Regions from separate parts of the Mus musculus genome. Here region 2 is linked to region 1. Evidence: chromatin contacts called from public Hi-C data. All regions are on one chromosome and are shown on one strand. The core of a region is the stretch at or near the end of the contact, and the rest is flanking DNA. Distances in the headings are between cores, read along the strand shown. Region 1 has its middle 110 kb from the start of Gm33472. Region 2 overlaps Gm41162 (a long non-coding RNA gene).

Region 1 (6,077 bases), core at 1,978-4,477:
GGAAGCTGTCTGGAAAAAGGGCTTATGATGCTTTTGCTAGAACAGATACTTGAGAGAACATGTGATGTATAAATATAACCCAAAAGCCAGTGGAGGATGCTTGGTTCGTCTTGCCATTCTTTGCTGGCCATTGTTTGTCATGGCTTCATAGAGAGAAACACCACCAAAGAACTTCTCGTGATGTTCTGGTGGCTTCTTGCATCTTCTGAAGACTTGGCCATTTCAGAACCTCATGGTTTCCTATGAATTCAACTACCATTGCTGATTTGTGAATTGTGTTTTCAAGTGGATTAAGCTGCTACTGCTGATTTCTGTGAACTGTACTGTAGATATCCTGATAACACAGATTGGGTTTGATCCAAAAAAATATTTCTAAACAGGTCAACATCCTCCTTTGCCCATTAACCTTTCCTTTCTACTACCTCTGGTTGGTGGTGGGATAAATGGGAGGTTAAAGCATTTAAATACCCTTACTAAAAGTAGGTTTTGAAAAATATAAACCTACAGTACAAAAGGTTTGTGTAAGTAAAAATATCCATTTCCATTTCCTGTGCTAATACATCTCCTATTTCATAAAACAAGACCACATTACTTCTCCTTTTCTGTAAAAATATTTTAAATCATCAATAGTTATGGATGTTTTGGTTGGGCTTGTTTGGGTTACATGAATATAAAGCTTCAGCTGGCTAAGAGGGAAAATAGGAATCTGTCCCGGACAGCAGAGGCAGCTCACTTGCCCAACATGAGGTTCTAGACCCCATCTCTAGCAAAGAATCTCCTTTTTATTGTTATACATAATAACTGGGCCTATTGTAGTTATCATTTAGGAAGCCTTTTATTCTTTTTTGAGATAGGGTTTATGTAGCCCAGGTTAGCTGTAAAGTCTCTACCCTCCAGTTTCTACTTTCCAACTGCTGTATTACAGTCATGTCTGAGCTCTTCCTTATATAAGTAGTGGTCATTTTTTTTTATGAAAGATGACAGACTCCATTTTGTCATCTTCATGCATGTGTGTGGTGTTCTCCAATCCTATTCACTCTCAGTATCCCCAGCTGCCTCCCTCTCCTCACTGGTCCTTCCCTTCCTTCAATGGAGTTTAAGTTTACATTCTGCATTGTCTTTCTGGGCCTGGAGTCTTTCACTTAACACAGTTATCTCCAGCCCACCATTTCACAAATGTAATATTTTTATTTTTCTTTATGGCTGAACTGTGATCCATTGTTTATAAATACTCCAGTTTCTTTTCCCATCTCTCTGTTTATGGCTACCTGGGCTGAATGCATAGCTTGCTACTGTAATTAGTGCAAAGGAGTTGGTGTCTCTATGGAATGCTATCTTTGACTCCTTTGGCCATGAACCCGGAATGAGTATCCTAAATCATATGGCCTTTCTAATTTCAGCTTTCTTAGGAGCATCTACACTGATTTCTATAGTGGCTGATTTTGTTCACAGTTTTACAGCCATGTATAAGGGTTCATTTTTCTTGTATCTTCAACAGCAATTATTGTTTGGTCTTTTAATGAGAGCTCTTCTAATAGCAGTAAGATGGAATTCCCACATAATTTTGATTATATTTTTTTCTGATGGCTGAGGGTGCCAGTTCTCAAATGTATAAGTATGCTCATTGTTATTATGGGGCATATTGGTATAGTCAGATTTAAAAATGCTGAGTTGTCTGTCCCTTAGTTTTCTATTGGGCATAAGGCAGGTAAAGTTTGAATGTCATAACTGGACTAGTCTTTGTCTCTTTGCCTTTTATCTTTCAACTGCCTTTACCATTGTGAATAAAAGCACAAGAAAGTTTGGTGTTTGTTGCAGACTTACCACTGGGTGTCTGTGCTCTGTGCTAAGAGCTATGTGAAGACAATATGTCTTTAGAGACCAGCAGTTTACACCTCAGATTGAGTATCATGTCAGGAAGTGTTCAAAATCATCACTTGAGGGTTCTGCATTGCCTTGTCATCCGTTGTCATCTATATATCCATTGTCATTCCCACAGAGTCATATTTTCAAACACAGTGTTTCTTAGCCATCTAAAAGGTAAGATGACACTAAGAATGGCTAACGCTTCCTCTTCAAAATACAGGTCAAGTAGCCTTGATTTAAGAGTTGTGAATGTTTGCATCTTTTTAGCATGGTACTTTGGGAATGAGCCAAAATCTAAACCTGAAGCTCATTTATGTTTGATGCGCAGCTTAGACACATCTGATAACCATGAGATGACCATGCTGGTTACTTTCATTAACTTGACATAAACTAGAGTCACATGGGACTAAGAAACCTTAACTGAGGAAATGCCTCCATTCGATTGACTTGTGGGCACGCCTTTGAGGTTATTTCTTGATTATTGATTGATACAGGAAGGCTCAGATCACTGTGAGCAGTGTCACCCCTGGACAGATGTTTGTGGGTTGTATAAGAAAGCAAAATGAAGAAGCCAGGAGGAGCAAGCCACAAAATGGGATTCCATCATTATTTCTGGTTCAGTTCTTGCTTGGGCTCCTGCTCTGGCTTCCCTTAGTGATGGACTGTTACCAGGAAACAGAAAATAAAATAAACCTTTTCCTCCTCAGATAGTTATGATTATGATGATTATCACAGCAACAGAAAGTAGACTAGAATAGTTCTCTTATTTGGTAAATTCACCACTTGTATTACAGGGGGACCTTTCAAGGATGTCAGGTGGGGGATTTCACAAGTGTAGCTTTTTTTTTTTCTTTCTGCATTTAAAAAGATTCAGAATTGAGAAAAAATTTGGATGGTAGATTTCCAGATTACAGATATCCAACCTATATTGGCAGAATTCTGAAATAGAGACAAACATTTGGAGTTGAAAAACAGAAATCTACTCCCAAGAGGAAAGCAGGATTCCTCCTTTTAAATTCAGGTAGTAGAGTTGTATATTGTGTGCTCTCTTCCTTCTTGCCTTGACTCTGAATAGCATAGTGATAGCTGTCAAGGAGTTGGCAAAGAGGTCACTAGTAACAATCGTCTTCAAAACATGTTGCTTCATAAAAATGTAGGTCCTTGGCCTCCGTGACATAGAAATCTCCTGCAAAGATAAAAAACAAAACACTCAAATGCTGCAACTCTCTGAGCTTGGCAGGTGCCACTGGCTAGCTGGTAACCACCAAGGCTGGAGGAAGCCTGTCTCACTGACTGGGCTTTCTCTCCACTGACCTCATGCCTGTGCACAGTCCTTTGAACAGATTGTGTCAGCCTGGTGCCAGGTAACTGCCTTTCAATTTCTGTTCCTGCAGATCCCTTACTTCCTGCAGGAATGTGGGCTGTGCACACCCTTGCTTTGAAGCTCAGATACATAACACCAACCTGGGAAGTTGGGAAACCTTCCAGGGTGGTTTGTGTCACCACTGAGTAGATTATAAGCTAGATCAGGCTTCAGGCTGCCCTAGTAAAGAACTGTTTTTTGTGAAGTCTGAAACAGCCCTGCTGACTACCGTATAACGTAGTACAGGTGTGTGTGGGATGTATTATTGATTTGTTAGAATGTGAGGGGCTCCTTGTGTTTGGTTGGGAGTCTAGACAAGGTTATCAGTGTGCTATTTCCTGGCTCTGTCTTGCTCTGCTCCTGTGAAAATGAAAAGTCCAATTTCTTGGGAAAACGTTGATTGATATGCAAATGGACGCAATAGCAGGGGGGAGCCATTCACTGAATCCACCTCAGCTTGAGCCAGGTTTTGGCTCATCTCCAAAGGCAAAGGATTAGCAAAGACCGCTGCTAGGGTGCCATAGAATTACCGAAATCCAGGAGGGTACACTTGCTGAGGTCAGGAGGTGGCTTATGGAAGCAAAGGGTGACAGTGGCCAAACTCCCCAAATCAAGCTCGTTCCCAGCTCCCAGGGAATGGGCACTGAGCAGCTCTTGTCTGATTCAGAGCTCAGACCCTACATTGGGGGTGGTCAGGATGTGTTCATCCAGGCAACAAGATCATAGTTGAGGTCAAAAGATTTGCTTCAGTAGCTGATCCGCCAAGTCCATCCCGAGAGCAGTGCTGAGAGACAGGTCCTCCAGCTTGACAGAGAAGAGAACATCCATGAACGGGTAGAGGTTGGGAGCACACTATCATGGTCCATCCTCCAGGGGAGGGGATCCTGAGGACCAGATCTTCTCAGATCTGTGTTTGCACTGCCTGCACTGATTTTGGCAACACGTTTTATCTGCCTCCAACTCTAAAATTTCTGGACCTGTCTTGGCTTCTCAGGAAGTTGAACCCAACAGCTCCCCCTAGAGGAATACTAGCATGGCAACAACATGTCTCTTGAAAAGAGCATGTACCTTTCATAGTAGTGTTGCCTTACTGTTTAAAATTCAAGGATGGTAGGGAAGTTTCTGCACAGCAGTGTTGCAAAAAACCCAAGAAGGCTTCTCAAATTCTGCTGGTGCTATTCACTTGAGCTTCAGGGAGTGTGACTAAATCCCCGCCCCCACCACTCAAACCCTCTCCAGGCCGAGCACCCCTGGACCATAGCCAGACAGTGCTCCCCCCCAGCATGCACACAGCCAGAGGCAGTCACCTCTAATTACCGGCTTGTATCTGTGAAATGACCCCCATTGTCCGCCTGGTGTGGCTCGGATGGGAAATGACCTTGATACTGGCCCTGTGAGTACGTGGAGTTTCAAGGGTTGCACCCTTCGAATTTTGCTTTCAGTATAAGTAAAGGTATGCCAATACGTTGCAACTCACCAGCTTCCTATTCTCTCAGCAAATGCTGCAAACACGGGACTTTCGGATTTTCGGATGAAGAATATCATCATAGTTTTGAACTACGGCTTTTCTCTTGCCTCCTGCTTGAGGGAGTTATGAACTACGGGAGTTAGTTAATATATCAAAGATGTTTATTGCTTTTCTTCCAAAGGCACACGACACACTGCTTCATAGCTTCTTATGGGAGGATTTTCAGATACAAGCTCCGGGAAGGAGGCCAACCGTGAGCACTTGATTGTCACTGCCCAAACACCAGGGTGCCAAGGGCGCCATTCATCACTGTCATTCTCTCTGGACTTCTGTTTAGCCTTGGTGACCCGTGGGTTAATTAAAGCAGAGCAGCATATCTTTGGCCTTTATAGACACATGAATCAGACGAACCACACACACACTACCATTCAGAACAATCTTAAAATAGGCATGGATATATGGTTTCTATATATTTTGTATATACATATGTGCTTATATGTATGTACAAAACATATTGATATTATGTGTATATATGTATATATATATATCACTCAAGAATGATGAAATTGAGATTTTAAAAATATATTATAAAACTGGTAACTTCATGAGTTGGTTAATTAGTCCCACAGTTGACTGATTATTAGAATCTGAATCAGAATTTGCCTATTTTTTGAAGATAACAAACATTACTTTTATTTCATTTTTTTGTTACTTATTAAGGGATGTTTTGCATTTTTTATTTTAAAATTACCTTATTAATAGTGAGTGAGTGTGTGGTGGTAGGGTTGTCATGTGTACAGATGCAGGGACCAGCATGGTGTGGCATAGGAGGGGAGATCAGAGGCCAACTTTCAGAAGTGGGTTCCCTCCTTCCACCCTGGACTCTTGAAATAAAACTCAGATCATTATGTTTGCAGAGTTGTTACTTTCACTCACAGAGCAATTTTGAAGGCCCTTGCACTCTCTTAAATGTGCACAGTCGTGGCATAAGTGAATCAGGATCCTGCACAAATCTGTAAGAGAAGCTCACCATGATGTGAGCGAGGGCTGAGCACATGATGACTGCACATGAAAACACTGAGGTCTTCTCCTAGACGGTGCAAGGGGGTGCACATGGTTTAAGAAGGTGCACTGTATCTTAGGTGAAGTTTGCCAGTATCTTGGGGGAATCTTTTTGGCCTTCCAGGAGCAACAAAAAGAAACAGTTTTTTGTTTGTTTGTTTGTTTGTTTTTTGTTTTGTCTTTTGTTTTTTATCCAAAGGTTGCAGCTATGGAGTCTTAAGAACATGGGGTCTGATAGAGGCTGGTATCTCCCAGATACTTGTGATCTGACTCTTCCACATTTTGATCTTGACCTATTTCATCAAAATGAATCGCATT
Region 2 (6,077 bases), core at 2,000-4,499, 120 kb before region 1:
GGTTACAAAAGAGCTTCAGGCTAATCCCAGTCAACAAAAAATACCTTATCTCAGTCGCAGTAATTCAGTCAGCAGCAAAAACATTTGGACACACATCTAGAGTAGATTTTGATGCACAGGACAGATTCGAGGGAGGAGAGCTCCTACATCCGGTGCTCACTTACTCCTGTTAATATTTTTCATCACTGTGGTGTCTCTGAGCTGCTGAACCAATACTCATGCATTGACATTAACTAAAGGCCACAGCTTTCTAGATTTCCTTGTTTGTAGCAAATGCTTTCTCTGTACAGAATGGGGCCCCAGTTAGGTCCATCAGTGGTCACACTCTCCACTCAGCGTGGCGATTCCCAGACTCAGATGCAGAAAGGCTGTTGTCTCTTTGTTGTTTAGGATGGTTACTGCAGAGTTTTGTTTGAAGAAGTAGAGAATCTTTGGGAGACAGAGATGGAAAGAGGAGAGCAATTACCTTTCCATCATCCACCCGATCAGGTGGATTTGCTGACCCGTTTTAGGGAAAAACCTTGAAAATCTCCATCAGGATGCAGTTATGAACTTGAGAGTATACTAGGTGAAGAATTTCCAGTGTCCAGGAGAGTGTCACCTCCCACCTCTCACTCTATCTGCCTCTCTGTTATGGCCACAAAGACAGTGACCTTTAGTGACCTTTAGCCACTTACACATTGATGTATTTCCTAGGCAGGGCCTTCTATGTCATTTTTCTGTGTTATAAGATAAAAGGGAACAATTTGGGGCTATTCTCTATTTAAACAGAGTGGTCTTAGATGTAAGATAAACAAGTATGCGTAGTGAACATTTGTTTAAGTGCCTGGAGCAGTTCTGAACCATCCAAATTGATATTTCTTTTCCCTCTTAAGTAGACACTGTCAGAGAGATGGTAGTCACAGAAAGGCTTATTCAATTTATCTTTACATTTGCACCATTAATTTGAAATGACCTAAAAAAACCTGTTTCATATTTAATGTTATTTTTCAACTAGTAAAATGTGATAATGAAAAATGTAATGTCAAATATTCAGGACATGCAATTTTCTAACATGGAGGTGAATTAAACACCAAGAACTAGGCAATTTCTTATTTTTATTTAAAATATTGCTTACAATCTTAAGATTGTAAGTCTTAAGTGAACTGGGCTATCTTTTTTTCTACAGATGGTTCGGATTTATAAGCAGTATTGCATAAACAAATAAAATAATGTACAAATATCTAAACAGTTCCCTAATCTTATTCAGAAACTAATTCTCTATACACTTCTATCTTCAGGCCACACGATAGGATGGCCTCTGGGGTATTGAGCCTTGCTGTGTATGAAGGATGAGTTCCTAATCACCCACGGATACTGAAAGCACAGTTGCTCCAGCTCCTTTTATAAAGCCGTGCAGTATTTTCACATAACCTCAGTATATCTTCTTGTATATTTACTCTTCCATGGAGGGAGGCTTGCAAGGCTCACCAGGAAGTTCAGAAAGTTGTGAGACCCACAGGACCTTTCCTCAAGGTTACACAAGCAGCAACAGTTGCTGAAGAGAAGGCTCTTTCTCCAGGGAGCTGACTGAAGGTTGAGTAGAGAGCTCCAGAAATACAGCTTTCAGGAGTGGTCACTCATGCTGACTTGGGCTTTTTAATAGTACTTTGAAGTATCCAGACTCCTGTGTGTAACCCCAGGAAACCCACTGACTTACTATGCTAGGTTTGGATAACATCATTTCTTTGGGTGAAAGTTTTTTCAGCTTGTGATCTGTGCTTTGTCTGGAGGGACCAGACATTTGTCTCCCAAGAAAAATCACACCACATCACTCATACAATGTTATGGCTGTGTAAGTAGTCATTGTAGTATCTCAGGAACAATGACAAGAAGGAGATATGCACATAGTTGTCCAGCTACAGCTCTCTTAGAATATTTTTGATATGCAGTTAGATCTACAAATGTCAATTTGTACAGATTTCAGAGGACCAACGGGATGGGGTGTGTGGGTCATCCTCATTCATTTATTCCTTGATGATTCTGTAATGGTCTTTCTCTTTAGGGGTGTTGTGCTTGGTTTTGGTGATGTGATTTTTGAGTGTGCTGTGCACATCGTATGATAAGTGACTGGAGCCATGTAACATTCAGAGTTATAAGTGTATGGGTGAGATAAAATGACTTTATGTTTAACTTAGCTAATCAGTTTAATTAATTGTAATTGTTTTACAATTAGGAAGATTCCTGTCATGTAAGTGAAAATATATATTAGAGAGAGGCAGAAGCTTGAAGGTGTACTTCAATCTTTTCCAGTGAGCTCCTTTTCATTTCCTTAGGCTTTTACTGATTTCATATCTGATTATTCAATCTATTACTGTACTTGTATATTTGAAAGGAAAAACAGTCACTCTGGTATGTAGTCCAAAACTCAGGAGGCTGAGGCTGAGGCAGGAGGACTCCAGTTGTAGACCAAGCTGGGTTGCATATTGAGATTTCCAAACAAAAATTCTTACAAATAAACAGATGCCCTTGTGAAGTCTCTGGTGATGAACCGGAAGGAGCATGTCTCGAACTGCTGAGCATGGAGAAGCCATGTTCAGTTAAGCTGTATATAAGCTGTCACTTTGAGTTTATTTATTTATTTATTTATTTTTATGAGACAAATCCAGACAAACCAGTTTTAAAATTGTTGACAGCAGCAGGCAATACACACATGGTACTTGGATATATTTATAATGGCTTAAAAGTCTTTAAACAATACAATTAATTTTTTCCTGAAATTTAAATTAAAATTTAATCATAACCTACCACATCACTCTTACACATATTTGTAAGTTTTGAGGATTAATGTAGTCTAACTCTAAACACGGTTTCAATCTGGAAAATGTCTGTTTCAAGATCCACTGGGTCATCTTCCTCCTTCTTTGTTCCATGTACATGTATACGCACATGGATGTGCACACTAGTACATACCTGCATGAATGTTTTATCAAGATCTGTGTACATGCCAAGCAAGAGCCAAAGGACACTGCATCATGGGATGTGTGACTTTCTGTCCTTGGTGTCACCTTTCCTCTAAGTTGAGGTTCTAGAGCTTACACTCTTGATTAGGTAGCCCTGGATGTTCTTACAACACAAAGGCTCCTCACTTATCACTATGGTAGCCCCCTATCTCTTTTCTATATCAATAGGAGCCCTGATACAGGAGATGGACACAGTCAGACTTCCCTGGCCTCAGGCCCTGACAGCAGTCACTGGAACTGGTCCAGTTCATCCTACACAGGTGCTGCCTCTTCTCATCTCCCCTCAGCTCCATTTCTCTTTCCGCCTCAGTAGCTCCTTGAGAATCCTTTGGCTTTTCCCTTTGGAATTCAAAGCTCAAAGCTCCAATCTAATCCTGACATCTGCCTTCTGTGTATACAAAAGGAAGGAAACGCCACCAGGCGCTGACATTCTGGTTTCCCACTTTGATCCCGTGTCTTGCAAAATCTGCAGGTTTGTGTACTGCAGAAAATTTAAACCACAGGGTTTACAATGTATCATGTCAAGTCCATTGTGCCTGGGTGAAATACTCTGTCATACCGTTAGAGAAGGTGTTCATATGTAATGAGCACATTGCATCTCATTGTTCATTAGAAGTCTTTTAGGCACACTTGACACAGAAAGGTGGAAAGTATCTGGGTTGAAGCCCTTGAGTGATGGAATAGGAAGACAATTAACCTGACCACATCCAAGTGTCTGAAAAGAAAAATGAGAAGATGCTTCTGGGCCATTGTTCTGGAAATTGTTTTAAGCATGGTTCTTTGTCCTTCATATGAATCAAGGAACAGTTTCTCCACAGGGCTCATGTGTTGAGAGAATAAATTTGCATTTGCTGAAGGGTATAAGGGCCATTGTCTCCTGTTGGAACTTCTGTCCCATGTGGTCATCTTTTCTGATCCTCTTCTAATAACCCACATGAACTAAAAGTCACATTTCACGAAGTATGCTTTTTATGCCCATCTAATTTAACATCTTACATTAAAGGCAGAGAAAACCAGATGTTTCTGTCAAGTGTCCTTTTGCAGTGATCCTCATACACTACAGAACTCACCTGAGATGAAGATAAGAGCACAGCCTGGGCTTGTTTGAAGAAATGTAATCTAACCATATAGTCTGCAATGGTCCACATGTAGAAGTCTACTGACTTAATCTTCATCATGTGCATGCTCCATGCTTCAGGCTACAGCCCAGACCATAGAGTCCTCCATGCAGGCTTCAGGCTGCAGCCCAGACCATAGACGTCCTCCATGCAGGCTTCAGGCTGCAGCCCAGACCAAGGACATGCTCCATGCAGACTTGGAATGCATGTTCTTGCTCTTCAAATAAAATACAAAGCTTAGTGCTACCAAGTGATCGTCTCTCACAGGCCTATGAGGGAACAATGGTTCCAGGCTCTATATTTTGTCCTTTGGGTGAATAATTTACTCAAAGTCTCAAGTATATGATGTCACCTTTAGTTCTATGCTGTAATCCCTCATGCTTGGTTTACTGAGTCAAAGGCCTCACAAATTGGCTCTCAAATCTACTCTCTAGTTCTTGGTGCTGTGCACCCACAGACAAAGGAGAAATCTAAAATCTCTTAGGAGAATTACATCTTAGGATCCTGTGGAATTAGATGGAAGCCAGTACAGGCACGTCTGTGTTTCCTTTCATGTCAGCAATGTACACAGAGCCATGAACAAGCACATACAAACTCCCACTCCCACACAGACAGCACCACGCACAAGCACATGCAAGCGCACAGTCCTACACTACAAGGGCTGCCTTTAGGAGGTACGGCCATGACCCCATAAGCAGGCCTGGTGACTTCTTTCTGGAATCGGGGTTCAAGCAAACATTTTAGTTGGGATGGCCTTAAGGTCTCGAAACCAATTGGTTCTGTGAAGGAGCCAGAACATAGCCATGAAGAGCATGAAAAGAATGTGCTGACTCTGAAGTCTTGCAAAAGACTTCAAAAGCCCACCATGTGCAATACACAAAGTCTGGGTCTGGACTATTCCCGAGGGGCAAATCAATATGAAATTAAAAAAAATAGCTTTTCTGTTTTGTTACTATTTTCGTTATCTTTTTGTTATGCTTTGACTAGCTCAGGTTGTTTGAACACTTGCTCCCCTATTGGCGGCACTGTCTTGGAAGGTTCTAGAACTTCTAAGAGGTGAGACCTAACTGGAAGAATGGGTCACTGGGGTTCATATCCCGCCCCCTACCCCCCCCCCCCCCACCACCGAGGAGAGCAAGCAGCTGCCATGTGCTCTTCCCACACAGAGCTGTGGTTCCCTTTGCTTCCAAAGCATGAAAAGTAGACACCTCTTACTTTTCTAGATAGCCAGCCAGTTAGACTTCGTTCTACATTCTTTACTCATCTAAACATAGCACGGTCCTGATGTATTATTATTGCTCCTGTTTTACTGAGCTGAGAACAAATGTAGTAATGTCTGCTGTGAACAATTAACTTGTTCCTGTGTGAATGCTACTGAGCTTTTGTGGCGTTTTGTTATTTAATGCAAAGTTCATTTTTATTTTAAAAGTGAGTTTTAAGTCTCACCCAAGCGTTAAACCTGAATTTTGAGTGAAAGGGCCAGGAGGCAGTAAAAGAACTGTGAACACAAGACATCCATCAGACCTGACATAAAGAAGGCAGACTCTAAAAATTAGAGAAGAGGCAATGGAGCTCTTGATTAGATGGTGAGGCAGGGAAAGGGTTTGGGATCATTCCTTCATCCCTGAGGTTGAAAGATATGTGAGTGAGAGATTTGGCAGCTTTAAAAGAGACCTGAAGCAGAAGGAGGTAAACAGGGGTGGGTGAGTGGGTGGGGTGGATGAGTGGGTGCTGTGGGTGGGATGCCGAGCAAGGAGTGCTCCGCTCTTCACGACCACCCACAGTAGGAGCGATGTTTCTGTGCGACGTCTCCGTGGCATTGGTAATTGCTGTCTCTAAACTCGTATTTCCATGGTTGTCCTGTTACTATCCTACTCCCTCAGTAGGTTGTGACTCCCTTGAAGACAAGGCGACAAAAAAAGTGAAGTCGTGGTGAGATCCTGATAAAGGGCCAGAA

Evidence for each region. Hi-C and Micro-C count contacts between places; a contact is called where the count stands out from the background.
Region 2: a contact with region 1 is called in a Hi-C map of cerebellum, with 1.7 times the contacts expected there. The contact joins two enhancer-like sites. A contact is called at or near these places in 9 of 484 Hi-C or Micro-C datasets (CD8 T cells, adipose-derived mesenchymal stem cells, cerebellum and 5 more) and 1 of 115 datasets of contacts at active chromatin or transcription factors (embryonic fibroblasts).

The regions. Positions count from the first base shown.
Region 1 is chr14:58,936,426-58,942,502 of GRCm38.p6, reverse strand. No RefSeq gene overlaps it. Among named protein-coding and RNA genes, the nearest start is that of Gm33472, 110 kb to the left of the region's middle. Within about 2 kb of position 3,227, at least 6 of the 459 cell types and tissues checked have an H3K27ac peak or open chromatin away from gene starts, as enhancers often do. A contact at or near this core is called in cerebellum, where this site is marked.
Region 2 is chr14:59,060,578-59,066,654 of GRCm38.p6, reverse strand. All of the region lies in intron 1 of Gm41162 (a long non-coding RNA gene), which reads right to left. Among named protein-coding and RNA genes, the nearest start is that of Gm41162, 17 kb to the right of the region's middle. Within about 2 kb of position 3,249, at least 2 of the 459 cell types and tissues checked have an H3K27ac peak or open chromatin away from gene starts, as enhancers often do. A contact at or near this core is called in cerebellum, where this site is marked.